Linked DNA regions of Danio rerio: region 2 is linked to region 1. The links are chromatin contacts, called in public Hi-C maps. All regions are on one chromosome and are shown on one strand. Each heading gives the region's core, a stretch centred on a gene start, on an enhancer-like site or on the middle of the called end of the contact. The rest is flanking DNA. Distances are from core to core; before and after follow the strand shown.

What was found. Hi-C and Micro-C count contacts between places; a contact is called where the count stands out from the background.
Region 2: a contact with region 1 is called in a Hi-C map of an unstated tissue, with 2.5 times the contacts expected there. The contact joins the promoter of nap1l4a here to the promoter of osbpl5 in region 1. A contact is called at or near these places in 2 of 18 Hi-C or Micro-C datasets (caudal fin and an unstated tissue).

The regions. Positions count from the first base shown.
Region 1 is chr25:24,562,918-24,565,723 of GRCz12tu, reverse strand. It overlaps osbpl5 (oxysterol binding protein-like 5), which reads right to left and starts at 1,443. Exons shown (of 23, transcript XM_068217533.2): 1 at 1,023-1,443.
Region 2 is chr25:24,789,556-24,792,361 of GRCz12tu, reverse strand. It overlaps nap1l4a (nucleosome assembly protein 1-like 4a), which reads left to right and starts at 1,360. Exons shown (of 15, transcript NM_001089347.1): 1 at 1,360-1,427; 2 at 2,803-2,806.

The sequences.
Region 1 (2,806 bases), core at 194-2,693:
GACCAAAACCTAAAAAATAATAATAATAAAAAAAAAGTTGTTTATTTTTAACATTTGATGTAGAATAGCCTAGAACTAATATAATAATTATACCTATAATAGTGTTTCTTTAATATTAATAACAATATATAATAACAAATTGATATTTGATTATTTTAAATACTAGGCTTTGATTATTATTGTTGTTGTTGTCAATAATAATAATAATAATAATAATAATAATAATAATATAATGAACTGGTTTCAAAATTTTTGATTGGTCAATAAATCAGTCACCTTTCTGCAGTGACTATATAACAATATACTAAAGACTGCTTTTAATTTTCTGTGTAGCTTAATTAACAATTATTTAAATAAATATTAATACAATAAAATTGTAGTATTATTTTTATTCATTTATAATTGACCTATTTTTTATAAACCTATATAAAATGTATATGCATCACATAGCCTATTACCCAAACATAAAATAATATATTTGTGCTCAACATAAGCCTAAACACATTTTAAAAATTAATAATATTATTAATATTTTTTTCAAAATAGATAATTGTATTATAACATTTAAAACTGTTAAACAATTACAGGCTAATATTGAAACATGAATATTTAATGTAGCCTAACACAACAATGCATTATTGGCAGTTTTATTAGTAGGCTACTTTTAATGTCTGACAGCTGCTAGGCGTTTTACCAAAAGCATTTTAGTCTATAATGTCTTTTAAAAATGGAGGATGTGGACAACAGACGACTTTTTATGAAATAACACATCCATGCGTCACATTAACTGCAGAGATGACAAACATAACGGAATAACGAGGCTCTGTGCCGTTTAAAGAATCCGTGCTGGTTATAGAAGGATGGATAGATAAATAGAGCCCGGATAGGAAATTCAATAATCACATTCACATCCAAATACAAACAGCCTAACGAATGATTCTTGTAAGTAAACAGCCCAACAGTCCATCGCATCCTCCTTGAAAACAGTCATATAATCATATTTCATCGCAGATTTCTCTCACCTCTGTTGCAGTCGCAACTTCAGCCCCCGAAGACAGAAACGTGGCAGGAGATCTAGACGTATCCAAACGAATTCATCTCAGATCACTGGAAAAGGTCTGGTTGTCTTGTTCTATTCCGACCGCCTTAGTAACCGTCCCTCATGTATTCAATGTAATTGAACTGTAAACGAAGCTCGCGTTTGTCCCAAAACAAAAGTAATGCCGTCTTAAAATGTGCAAAGGCCGATCGAAACGCTGTTTTCCAGACGCGAAACGCTTGGAAGTTGGAAGTTAACCTTGCACACCTGCATCCTTAAGAGGTGGAAGATGATGGAGAGATAAAATAGCGGTCCATAGCATTCCATAACCGCTGGCGTACAGCTGTGTATTCTGGGAGCGCGGACGGCAGGAAATGCCTTTGGAAGAAAGGAGGCGCTTAACCAGCCAGAGTGGAGACGCGGTGCTGGATTTAACCCTCATAAAGCCTGACGTCATTCAGCACAACTTTCAGCGTTCGTGTTTTTTCTGTCAATAGGCTAAATGCAGGGTTCCACACAATTCATTCATGTTATGTCAACACAAATCGATTAAGTTAATGTAACACATTTCAAGAACTGTTGTTTCAGCTCATTTTAAATAAGTAGCTTGAACAAGCTGCAAAAATCCGTTTTTGAGTGTATGACGTTTAATAAGGATAGCTCTGCCCACATCCTACATTGATTCCCACATAAAAAATAGCATAGTATAGCCTACACTGTTAGACCTTACCAGGCCTTTTTACAGTAAAATGCTGGCAACACAGTTTTTATAAGTTTCAAATCATTTTTAAAAATGCCTATCAAAAGAACACACATAGAAACATGTTTGTCAAAAAACAGGCACACACAATTCTCAATAATTATAAAAACAAAAAATAAAGTCGGCCATAGAGATAAAGGATCCAATCTTTATTAATATTTACTTTAAGAAAAGTTCAAGAAAACAAACGTTTCTATTGTCCTTATGAATTCACAGTTGGAAACACAGCTCTGAAAAAAAACTTAGCAACGAATTCACAACCTGGGACCTGACAGTGGAGGTTCAAGATAACAACAACATAACTTACACATACTTACTTTAGAAACCCTCAAAAATATTTGAACACATTACTTATTCGTTGTAGACTCTTTAAAACGTCAGACTCTGCATCTGAACTGTTAAACAGAGAATGGAGCACTCAGAAGTAAACAACATACACATGGCTCCCTTAAAGGGCCAACATTTTCTGATTTTTTTTTTTTTTCACGATTTTGGAAAAAGACAGACATCCTTGGTATGTGTGTGTCAATGTCTAAATCATTGTTTTCTGCATTAAGATAAATGCCCTATATAACAGCATAAAGCATCAGCGTAGATGGGACTGTAATGGTTGAACAGTAATTTACCAATTATTATCACAGCTACTACCTGTAATGGCTACATTAAGTAAATTACTGTAATTTAGTCTTTGCTCATTCCTTAAATCCTGCTCGTTTTACAGTAAAATACTGTTTCCCTTTATTACAGCAAAACACTGGCCTTTTTAAAGTTATTTACTGCATCATCTACAGTAAGGGTTAACAGTGTAGCTAGTACCATTCAGCCTAGTTTGTTTTACTACATCTTACTGCAGCACACTAAAGCATTTTCTAAAGTGAGTTCATAAACAGTAGGGTTAGTACTGGTCCTATAAGACAAGAGTGGGTGTTGTTCAACAATTTTAGGAATACTCTAATAAATGGTTTTGATCCACTTATTTTTGACTACTGTAGGCTACTTTGTAATAT
Region 2 (2,806 bases), core at 111-2,610, 230 kb before region 1:
TTACTGCTCAACCATTACTGTCCCATCTACTCTGATGAGTTATGTTGCTGTTTATAGAAAACAACGATTTAGGCATTAACACACACATACACAGGCTGTGTGTCTTATTCAAAGCACAAAATTGTGAAAAAAGTTTTCAGAAAATGCTGGCTCTTTAAGGGAGCCAGGTGTTTGATTTGTTTACCTCTGAGTGTCCTCCATTCTCTGTCTTTCAATTCAGACGCAGAGTCTGATTTGGTTTAAGTCTTAAATAGGAATCTACAATAAGTAAGTAAAATGTTTTAAAAGGGTTTATTATTTAGTTATATTGTTGTTATCATGAGCTGTATACTTAAAAGCTACATTGTAAGCTAGTTAGCCTCTCCTCATATAACTTCATACATTACTTTTATTCATTCATTTTCTTGTCGGCTTAGTCCCTTTATTAATCTGGGGTCGCCCCAGCGGAATGAACTGCCAACTTATCCAGCACGTTTTTTTTTTTTTTTTACGCAGTGGATGCCCTTCCAGCCGCAACCCATCTCTGGGAAATGCATACACACATACACTTATTACAATTTAGCCAATTCACCTGTACCGCATGTCTTTGGACTGTGGGGGAAACCGGAGCACCCGGAAGAAACCCACGTGCACACAGGGAGAACATGCAAACTCCACACAGAAATGCCAACTGAGCCGAGGTTCGAACCAGCAACCCAGCGACCTTCATTTAGGTACATTTATTATTTGGGTATTGCATTCTGTATAAACCTTATTTTATTTGTTGGAAAAATATATATAAATGTAAATATATACTAAATGTAAACCCTATATGATTTTTTAAAAGAACTGGAACTATAGGTTTAATGTCAACATTTAGTAGCTACTAGAAATCAGTTAAAACCTGTAACATTTGTGCTTTCTTTTATATTCTGCATTCATTTTGATTTGTTTTCATGTGCCCTTTCGTTTTTTCCCCTATAACCTTGTTATATATTTAATGTAAAATCATATTAAATCTCTGTATGGTTTGTACAACATTTTTGTCTGTTTTATATTGCTTTGTTGTTATTATAATAAGAACAATTAACAACATTTTATTTCTCCGTCTCGTATTTTTGGAACGCAATGTCATGTTCATACTTGAACCGTAACAGCCCTTAACTTCAGTAAAATATGTGTGGAGAACTCTGATGTCCTCAAATCCGTAAAGTACAAGTATGCACTGAACAAACAACAAAACAAGTGTGCACTGCAACAAGCGCTCTTCTGACGACTTGAGAGTGTCTCACCAATGACGTTTCTTAATACAGAAGCGCGTCTCCGATTGGCCAACCCACGTGACCCGTGACATACCGTTGTCCAATGAGAAAGGAGAATAATGCGACCTGCTTTCGCACTTCTCCGACTGCTGAAAACGTGAGGACAGTCTGGAGCCTAACGTGTGGGTAAGTCAAAGAAAACATTGTTTTAATCGCGATTAGCGCAGGAGCCTTATGTCTTGTACACTGGAAATTATTTAAGTGCGTTTAAAGGTTTTATTTTTATAGTTCACACGGCTTAGAGCTGTAATAGTTGAGGTGTTGACAGATATGCATGCTTCACATGTGTCCATGGCAGTTAAATGTCCCATGCTCAAGCATGACAGCGCAGTGACAGCAATTTGAGAAACAGCTGATATTTTAAATCACAGTTAATAAGACTTCTTCTTCTTTTAGCTAAATAATATGACATAAACATAATAAAGTCAAACTAATTTTCCCCAAACTCGCAGAAGTAACAAATATGTACTTTATTTGTTAGAAATTTAATATGATTTTCATATTAATGAGCAATGAAAAAACATAGTGATAATTATTTTAAATCAATAATTTATCTAAAATGGCATGCTTGTCAGATGATTAGCAGCTTTGATTGACTGGTCCACTTGCAAAATGCTTATATCATTATGGCCTTAAAGATGCTGGTTTTATAATAACTTTATTTTATTATTATGTAAATTTCACATGCTCAAATCCAATTCATGTTGCAAGAAAAAGAGATTAAAATATTTATAAAAGTGATTTGTAAGTCTAAAAATAAAAAAAACAATTAAAACGGTTAAAATATGCTCCTCCTTTAACATTACCTGTAGTAAAAGTGTATTTAATTACTCTTGATAATAACTAAAATTGGAAAAATATGTGTAATATATTCATATGTAATTTGATGATCATGTATCATCTCCTCGTTTTTTTTTTTTTTCAATTTATTTTCTTTGTTTCTCTTTTAATTATTCTTGTTAAGGAATGTGAAGTGATTTTGTTGTATAATAAAACTCTACCTGCTGATTCTTGTTAATAAAGGAAAAATAATTATAATTATTAAAAATATGGCCTGCTTTAGTAGTTCAAGCCATAATCGAGGTAAAGTTGATTTTATATTTGGACATTCATTCAGTGACAACTTGTGACATGCTCCCTGTTTTGTTTACCATGGCACTTAGAAATTACATGTAAGTATGGCTTGAAAACAAAATTAGCACTATAAACAGTGTTGTACTTTTGATAGTCATTGGCAATATTATTTGTCTATTTAGAATTTGCAATGAGCACTTTCCTGAAATGGTATCATTAAGAAGGAACTCCAAATGTGTGAATCTAAAACCAAATTTACCTCAATCAAGCCATACTTGGAAAAAGTCACATTTTGATGTCCAACAAATACACAAAAAAGTCATCTTTGGGATTAACACTTAATTATCAAGAGGTGTTATTATGACACTTATGCCTTTCTGTGTGAACGTGACCTTTAACATGTCTTCATTTTGTCTTTGCGAAATAGCTGA